2 separate regions of the Pan troglodytes genome follow, and region 2 is linked to region 1. The links are chromatin contacts, called in public capture Hi-C maps. All regions are on one chromosome and are shown on one strand. The core of a region is the stretch at or near the end of the contact, and the rest is flanking DNA. Distances in the headings are between cores, read along the strand shown.

Region 1 (4,606 bases), core at 1,082-3,581:
CGTTCTCATTCTCTCTCTCTCTCTCTCTCTCTCTTCCTCTCCTTCTCTCTCTTTCTTCTCTCTCACACAGGAGGAAAGGCCATGTGAAGACCTAGTGAAAAGGTGGCCATTTGTAAGCCAGGAAGAGAGGCCTCACCAGAAACTAACCCTGATTTTGGACTTCCAGCCTCCAGAACTGGGAGAACAAAAATTTCTGTTGCTTAAGCCATCCAGTCTATAGTATTTTGTTATGGCAGCCTGAGCAAACTAAGACAGTTCCCTATGATTCCTCTACTTCTTGTTAGACAATGTTCCTTGTTATCCTCAAATAATTCCATTCCTAGAGGATGCTAATGGCCATGTTTCTGGCCACTGGAACACTTTTGTGTCGATATTTGGAAAACCCTTGAAATCATTCCCAAATGCCTCCCATAGCTTTAGCCAACAAGTACTGTCTTAAACATGATTACATCTACTGCTTATTAAAAGTAAGTGGCACGATGGCAGTTTAGGGAAGAAGAGGGGGGTGTTACCAAGCTTTTATTATTGAACTCATCTACATTAAACAAGACCCCAGCATGCAGTAGAAGGATCTATATGTGTGATGGAAACACAACCAAAAGAACAGCTAGCTCCACTTGGGTAGGAGGCTGGGTGAAGACAAGGGTGTATCCAAAAAAGCTTGAGGAAGGCACCTTAATGAATAAATATGATTTGCTGACAAGGAAGGAAGACAAAGGAGGTACAGGTGTGCAAAGGTGTGGATGTGCAAAGAACCTGATATGTTAGTGACCAGAGTGTGGGGTAAAAGAGGAACAGTGGCAGGCTTTAGGGTTGATGTTGGGCTTGCCTGCATGGCAAAAAATGCTATTCAAAGCCAGTCTCACACTTGCTAGCCACATGCAAAGCCCATTTCTACGTGCAACTTGGGGGTGAGCATGATCATCGCTGCCTAACCTCCTCATGGGATTGTTATTAGGATCAAATGAGGTAGTACATGAGAAAATGTCCTCTAACCAGACAACCCTACATAGATGTTTTCATTAAGAAATGTTTCACGATGACAAGATGGAGTAGTTGATAATTTTCTTTTAACCTTAAGATCCTTGGTAATTATGCACACACACTCATGCATACACACACACACATTCACCCAAACTTCTAGAAATACCTTAGTCCTGGTAGTCGATTAGATGACAGCAGTTTCCCCAATGTGTCTGACCATAAGAATCACCGGAGATGCCTATTAAAAAATATAGTCCCAGATCCCTTTCCTAAGGATATAATACATTCAGGGTGGGGACCTGCAAATCTAGATTTTAACAAGTACCCATCAATTCTTAGGAACTGGTGGCAAGCACTGGCCTCAGGTGAAATCACTAGCGTCACATACCTTGACCTCGCCCTGTGATCTGCTGTTGGGAATGTGAGTTGTCATTTTCCCTATAAACCCTCTTTTCTCTTTTTATCCTCCTGTTGGCTTTCTTACAGGTTATGTTGCTGTTTATTGCTAGTTTGGGGGACCAATATAAGTACTATCAGTAAGACAGAGTAAGATTCCTTGAGGAAATACTATGTAAAAATGTCAAGGTGCAGAATGGATATTTCAATATGCCAGGAATTTGTCCATGGGTTTCTCCTCTGCCATAAAAATTCCCAGCAAATGAACATATATCTCTTTTTCTTTCTCCAAAACACCCTCTCAATTCTGCTTCTTGACAAGGTGTATGGATAGTTTCTGAAATTGCCAACAATTAAGTAGCAGGAAAGAAGTCTTGAAAAGAATACAAGTTTACTGCTAGTTCAGTCTTAGCTACTTACTCTGCTTAAAGACAGGCAGATCCTTCCACAGTCCCCCTAACTACCTGCTAACCAAGTCTCTGTTCGGGTTACATCTGCCCTGTGGCAAGGACCACATTTCACACAAGACACAGAGCCAGACACAAATTCAGGGTTTCGACAAAAAAAAATATTGAATCTTGTTTATCTGCTCCATAATTCTCCATCTGCTGTGCTCATGGCCAAATGCTCATGTGTGCATTTCTGCCTTTTTGGACCTTAAAAGAAAACAAACAACAAACCTCCACAACCAGAGAACGATAAGTAGAGGCAGTGTCTGACAAGATTTTCGTGTTAAATCAGGAGTAGTCAATCAACAGCTGAACAGTTAAGATTCCGGGGAACAAACCCAACACAGTAGTTAATGCACCACTACTTAGTCACTTTAAGGGAACACAATGAGGTGAGCAGAGTCTCCCAATTGCGAGTGTACGGAATACGTACATTCTGTTGCATTCACTCAGTCCTCACACTTCTGAAGAAAGGCAAGCATTCCAAGCTATGGCTGGAATGTTACCAAGGAGATGCATCCCAAAAAAGCTTCCAGAGAAGGGCGCCAGCACAGTCCCTCAGCAGGGAGTGGTGCCTCTGGGACTAACGCTGCTAAAAGCTACTTTATAGAGAATTGTCAAGGCACAGAATCCCCAGGAGCCATTAGGAAGAAGAGGCTGAGCTATCATTATAACTCTTCCAATACTGAAGTCACATATATGCATACATATGCACCTAGGTACATATGCATACCTATCTACACTCAGGCATGCATGCATAGAGACACATGTTGAGTCATACACAAACCCCTTCTACTTCCCGTGGAATAAAAAAGCAGCTGTTCTCCACATCTCAAAGCCTTGCTATATGGACATCTCTAGCTCAACTGTGCCATGTGGCTACCAAGACATCGCCTTCACAATTATGAATTTAAGCATCATGGGATTTCAAACTAGAACTTCACAGATAACGTGCTTTGCTTCAACTGAAGCTGTGTGTTTGTGTGGATATAATTACTGAATGGAATACGTAATGATTCTTGAGCAAGTAATATTTATTTTTTAAATATTATGACTGCTGCTTCTTTTTTTCTCTCCACACTCCCAAAAACATTCCCAGAGAGCACTTTGGCACTCCTTTTTGTTGGAATTTTAATGAGATCCTGCTGTTTTATTTTTCCCCAGGTAAACACTTAACCTAAGAAAAAATATTGGGGAAAAGATATATCTAAATAGTATATTATATGATGTTTAAGGCAAAGAATATTCTAATTACAATATTCTTGCTCATAAGTATTAAGGACACATATTCTGTTGTTCATTAATTTGGCAACTATCATAACTTTTGCAGCTTTTGTCTTAACTTAAAAAGGCTTAGAAGCAAAGTCCTACCTGCACAAGAGCAGAGTCCCAAGCCTTGGCATATACAGGTATTTCTTTTTAAAGTTTCACACATTTTAGCACTAGCATATACAACACGAGTGCTTTGTGTACAGTAGGGTACAGAGTTGAATAAATACAAAATTGTAACAAGGGTCAAAATTGAGAAAAACAAATAGTGGTAGGAAAAAAGGAGATTCAGATACCATGAAATCATTGATCATCATCCCCTAAAGAAATTTAAATTCCTAAGAGAGGTATGCAGTCTTTTTAGCTTCAATTGCTAGAATTTTCTTAGCATGCTTAGCAGCTGCAAAATGATTGTCAGTGCTGCAGATATTGGTGCAGTGCCTCTGGTAGATTCAGAAGACAGAAGGACACTTCCTGGGCCAAATTTACCAAAGGCACAAGTGGGATTTGTTGTTCAGATGGGACCTGTCCTTGCCTTCAAAATCACCAACAACTAGCCCCCTACTACCTTTCCAGGAGTGTTGACGGCTGCCTTCTAGAGGGGAATGTCTACCAAGCTGATGACACTTGACCCCTCTAAGATAGAAATGGGGAACAGAAAGTCCCCTTGATCTTATAAATTTTGTAGCTGAACTTGCTAACCCTTGGAACTGAAATCTAATCAGCCGAAAGCCACTTTCTCTACCCACATCCCCTATTGGCACATCCAATAAAATATTCTGTTTTTATTCTCACCCTGAAAACAAACTGGGAAAATACCAGACTTCCAAAAATAAAATGCTAAATCAAATATGTACTAGGGATAGTTATTCTCAAACTTTGAAGTAGAGTCAAAATTCCACTAGGGGGAGCAAGATGGTAATTTGTTACCTGGGAGGTAAAAGCAAAGGTTCAGGATGTGTAATTAAGGAAGTAAGGTAGTTGAAAAATCCACTTCATTAAAAACATAAAAGAACTCAAGCTTCTGAAAGAGTTCTTAGTCATAAGTAAACATGCACACCATGCACATACTAAAACAAACAAACAAAAAAACACCAAACACAAAAAATTCCTATTGATCCCTGAGGATCCAGGTTTTAGAAATAAGAATAAAACTATCTAAAACCTAGGTGCTAAGGTATCATTTTCATCATCTGTGAAATCCAATTCAATTATTATGTCAATTCCACGAAAAAAATATGCAACTGATGTCATCAGACACACCCTCCATTTAAGAATGAAGCCCATCATGGGTTCTACAAAGAGAGCCAAGCTAGTTTAGAGTATCCACTCCATCCGGCTATGAAGTCATCAATGCCCTCCCACATCCCGCAAAATCCCCTAATGAAACCACCATTTTAATTTTTGCTAAAACCACTGTATAGTATATTTCACTTTCCCTTTGCCAGAGTTGCATGCTCTGTACTAATGAATTGGCTTTGGAAGATAGGCAGAGTGACAGAGGCTGT
Region 2 (4,885 bases), core at 1,724-4,223, 190 kb after region 1:
AAGAACTCAGGCTGTGGAGCCAGAGAACCAAGGTGTGGATCTGAACTCTACCTGCTAATAACTGTATGATGCTGTGTAATTTCGGGAGACTTCATTCATGCGAAGCTTCATGTGAGTTGCTACCCCATATGAATGACACCTAAGGTCTTCGGTGCAGGTGTCTTGGGAATTACATGACTTCCCTGTGACTCAGTAGTTCCATCGGAGAAAGGGGCATAATGATAACTGTTTCCAAGGCTGTCATGGCAACTGAATAAAACAAAGCCTACAAAGAGCAGATAAAGCCTGGCTCAATCACAGATGCCCTAGATGCCCTGTCTCCTTTGAGGACTATTTCCCTCATCCCCACCCTGCTGGGTATTATCCCTTGCTGTGGAAATGCTTGCCTCTAGTGAACGGCTTCCGCTCCATGCCCTCGGCTCCTCCCACAGCTGGGACATCCCATAATCCACACTGTGTCAGGCACTGCACTAAGCCAAAGCATGCATGCTCTTCCTCGATCCCCATGTTTCAGAATCTCCCGTACCCTTTCACTAATCCAGACCCTCACTGAAGAATGAGCACCCCAAGGTGCTCCAGCAGCACCTGGATAAGGGGATTCTCTTCTCAGTACTGCCATTAACACTCTAGGTGACCCGCAGGCCCGGGATGTCCCTGCTCTGAGTCTCAACTAATTCATCTACCAGAAAAGGTGTCTTAATACCTGTCCTGTCCCTTAAGAGATTGCTGTCTGTATAAGCAGGATGAATCATGTGAAGCCATAAATGAGAGTAGGGAGGAAGGTGAATTGAATGTAAGAGGCTCTGAGTTATTGTTGAAAGAAATGGCCAGGCTCTTACTAACTGCCAAGAACCCCATTTTAAAATCTACCTCTGGGTCAAGCGTTGTGGTTCATGCCTATAATCCCAGTACTTTGGGAGCCTGAGGAGGGAGGATCAGTTGAGCTCAGAAGTTCAAGACCAGCCTGGGCAACATAGTGAAACCTTGTCTCTATAAAAAAAAAATTAAAAATTAGCTGGGCATGGTGGTGTGTGCCTGTAGTCCCAGCTACTCAGGAGGCTGAGACGGAAGGATCACTTAAGCCCAAGAGGTCAAGTCTGTAGTGAGCCATGATCACGTTGTGCCTGTATACTCCAGCCTGGGCGACAGAGCAAGACGCTGTCTCAAAAAATAAAGATAAAAATCTACCTCTGAGGGCCGGGTGTGGTGGCTCACACCTGCAATTCCAGCACTTTGGGAGGCTGAGGCAGGCGGATCACTGGAGGTCAGGAGTTTGACATGGGCTGACCAACATGGTGAAACCCTGTCTCTACTAAAAATACAAAAATTAGCCGGGCATGGTGGCACAGGCCTGTAATCCCAGCTACTTGGGAGGCTGAGGCAGGGGAATCACTTGAACCTGGGAGGTGGAGGTTGCAGTGACCCGAGATGGCACCATTTCACTCCAACCTGGGCGACAAAAGCATAACTCTGACTCAAAAAAAAAAAAAAAAAAAAATCTTCCTCTGAGAATTACAAACAGAACCTGACAGTATTGGAGGCAGAAATCTAAACACAAACATAGAAAGAAAATAGGAAGCTTCATGTAATGTGCTATGCAATGCTAGAAAGGAGAACATGAGGGAATTCCTGCTGAACTATACTAGGACTCCTAGACTAAGGCAGAGACAGACATCAGAAAACCTTAGGATACCCTGCAGACCTCTTCTGTATTCCTGGTTTCAAGGTGACCATGTGGACTGAGGGCCAAATTACTGCCAATCAGATCTAGCCCACCTGTGTGTCTCTTACCTGTGCAAACCCATGGGCAAGCATATGGACTCCTCCCTCTTTTCTTTCCCCTGCTCTCCTTTGCATAGTTTTAAAGAATGGAAAAGTAGCAGATTCCCTGAAGTTAGTTGTGGGATATAGTACGTGCCTAAGGTGATCATGTTTCTGAATGCAAATTCCCCACGGAGTGTATTTATGGGACAATTGGGTGTCATATATGACTTAGAAACTCCCCTAGAGAACTAAGATGTGAACAGGCCAGAGATGTTCCTTCAATTCCATGTGCGTGTGCCAAGCACCTGCTGCCACACACCAGGCCTGCTGGGCACTGGAAATAGAAAGGGGCAGAAAGCATGAGCCTGGGCCCCCAAGGGTTCATGCCATAATGGGTGGGGCAAGGAGGATTTCGGTTCTGGCTATTTGCTTTCATTATTATCTCAACTGCTTTCATTGCTTTTTGGTTTTTTTGTTTTGGTTTGGTTTGAGATGGAGTCTCCCTCACGGCCCACTGCAACCTCTGCCTCCTGGGTTGATGTGATTCTTGTGCCTCAGCCTCCTGTAGGTGGGATTACAGGCCCGTGCTACCACGCCCGGCTAATTTTTGTATTTTTAGTACAGACAGGGTTTCATCATGTTGGGCAGACTGCTCTTGAACTCCTGACCTCAAATGATCTGCCTGCCTCAGCCTCCCAAAGTGCTGGGATTACAGGAGTGAGCCACCATGCCTGGCCTAGGTTTTTTAAAAATTATTATTATTTACTAAGTCTTTTTTTTTTTCCAGGATGATGGGGATGAGGAGACAATAGCCCCAGCATCTGGTCATAATTTGTAAATCTCGACATTCTCCCTAACACCAGCTGGAAATATTTCATGCTCTAGCATCGTTTTACAAGTTGCTGGCAAAAAATAAGCATCCATCTTATTTAAAGACTGTAATAAAATGAGAAAGATGGTTATTTGCCTTATTTTTTGTCTTTTTTTTTTTTCCTTTTATAAAAAAAGTTAGTTGTTTGCGGTGCCTTCAAAGAATGTTAAGTTAATAAAAGCCAGCCTTTACCTTACAATCTTTATTCAACAGTAAGGTTTGTCAGATACCAAGGGCTGGTTTCTCCCGAAAATCATTAAAGGTCTGGCTCCAAAGGTGTGCAAGCCACCAGTTAACCGGGGCCAGCCTTTGTTTTCCTAGGCTCTGCTGCCCCCTGTCAGAAGCTAAGAATGTTACAGGAAATAGAATATTGTGAACAAAGGTTTTCACAGAACAGCAGTTTTACGCTCTGTCAGGTGATGAAATAGAATACTCTCCCACCTTGTGAATGAAGACCATTGAATTATTTGCTTAAAAATATGCCTACTTGCTTGGCTGCCTAGAAGTTCTTGCACAACTCCCAGCAGTAATAACCTGTCTGAAATAATTCAGGCGGCGGCTGTCATTCACTGAGTCCGTCTGCACATGTACAGGGAGCGGCAGATGGGTGCTGGGGGCGTGAGTTGTGTATCCATTCCACGTCGTCATACTGTTCACAGACCATCGGGGAAGACGAGTGAACAGATGACTTCCACGTCGTAGAGCAAGGGAGAAGTGTGTGCGCCCCAGTGCTGGGGGAGCACGTCAATGCAGCACCTTCGCCAGGGGGGTCCTAATGAAGTCGAAGGAGTCCATTCTCAAAGAACTAGCGGGGACCAGCCAGCTGAAGGGGAAGCAAAGGGCTTTTCTGGATAGTAGCAACTGCATGTGCCAAGGCAGAGGCCCCTGGAAGAGGGTGGTAAGTTCTGGCAATAGCAAGAGGGGACTGAATTATACTCTGAGCACCCCAGCTGCTACTCCGCTGCCTGGCAACTGCTGGTCCCCGGGCCACTTCATCTCCCATTGCCTCAGTGTATGGCCAGGTCAGAGGCCAAGACAAAGGCAAGCAAAAGGGCCCTGGAGGGGTATCCAAGGCACACTAAAGTGCTGGCGGTTGCCTTGTGTTCTGCATGCATTCTTTTTTTTTTTTTTTTTTTTTTTTTTTTTTTGCTTTATTAAAATACTGAGTTTTATTTCACATGTATATTTTTGTCTCCCCACCATTTCCACGTCTGACCACCGCTACTACTATGTCCTATCATAACATTCCATACATACTTAAAACCAAGCAAAGGGTGGAGTTCCATCTTTAAAAACTAAGCAGGCATTTTGGACAACACATTCTTGGCAATGGAACCTGGACAACATTTATCAAACATGGTAGGGAAAGTTCTCACTCTGCATTATAAAAAGGACAGCCAGATATCAACTGTTACAGAAATGAAATAAGATGGAAATTTTTTAACAAATTGTTTAAACTGTTTTCTTAAAGAGACTTTCTCCACTGCCAGAAATCTTGAATAGCCTCCTGCTCAGTCATCCAGAAGCAATTCTTCACATAACTGATGAACTTGGCTTCCACTTTGGGAAGAGAACCACATTTTTCTATACTTGCTTGCATTTTTGCTTTAATGTCTTCTACAGAACTAGGTCCTTTTAGGTGTTTTAGGAGTTTTTTCCTGTTTTTTGAAGGATTCTTGTCCTTTTGATCTTGGTGTTGATGATGGCTTTGAGTCTTTTCCATTCTGATTTGACTTTTGTCCATTTTTGGCTCGAGTATCTTGAATAGATTTCTTCACTGGCGCTTTTTCTTTAGCTTCCTCATCATCTTCATCATCATCATCATCTTCTTCATCAGCAGCAAGTTTTACTTTTTTCTGTGGAATCTTGCTACCACCTCAGACCACTTTCCTGATATACATAAGAGTTTCACATCCTCCTCCTCTCATCTTCTGACTTTGCATCTTCCTCCACAGCTACTAAGTGCTGTCCACTAATATGCACTGGCCCTGAATCACACTTGAACCTTAACACCACTGGTGATGTTATTTCAAAGCCCCAAGGGAAACCGTTGGCTGTACAGACATTTTCTTTTTTTTCTTTTCTTTTCTTTTTTTTTTTTTTTTTTTGAGATGGAGTCTCGCTCTGTTGCGCAGTCTGGAGTGCAGTGGCGCAATCTCGGCTCACTGCAAGCTCCACCTCCTGGGTTCACGCCATTCTCCCGCCTCAGCCTCCCGAGTAGCTGGGACTACAGGCGCCCGCCACCACGCC

Evidence for each region. Capture Hi-C pulls out chosen DNA fragments and counts their contacts.
Region 2: a capture Hi-C map of stem cell-derived neural stem cells shows a contact between it and region 1, with 3 times the contacts expected there. The contact joins two enhancer-like sites. A contact is called at or near these places in 5 of 7 Hi-C or Micro-C datasets (blood, induced pluripotent stem cells, lymphocytes and 1 more) and 1 of 1 other capture datasets (stem cell-derived neural stem cells).

The regions. Positions count from the first base shown.
Region 1 is chr13:99,188,135-99,192,740 of NHGRI_mPanTro3-v2.0_pri, forward strand. The region is part of intron 1 of ANKRD44 (ankyrin repeat domain 44); the gene reads right to left. Among named protein-coding and RNA genes, the nearest start is that of ANKRD44, 120 kb to the right of the region's middle. Within about 2 kb of position 2,332, at least 3 of the 24 cell types and tissues checked have an H3K27ac peak or open chromatin away from gene starts, as enhancers often do. A contact at or near this core is called in stem cell-derived neural stem cells, where this site is marked.
Region 2 is chr13:99,376,173-99,381,057 of NHGRI_mPanTro3-v2.0_pri, forward strand. It overlaps the pseudogene LOC107973880. Among named protein-coding and RNA genes, the nearest start is that of SF3B1, 57 kb to the right of the region's middle. Within about 2 kb of position 2,974, at least 2 of the 24 cell types and tissues checked have an H3K27ac peak or open chromatin away from gene starts, as enhancers often do. A contact at or near this core is called in stem cell-derived neural stem cells, where this site is marked.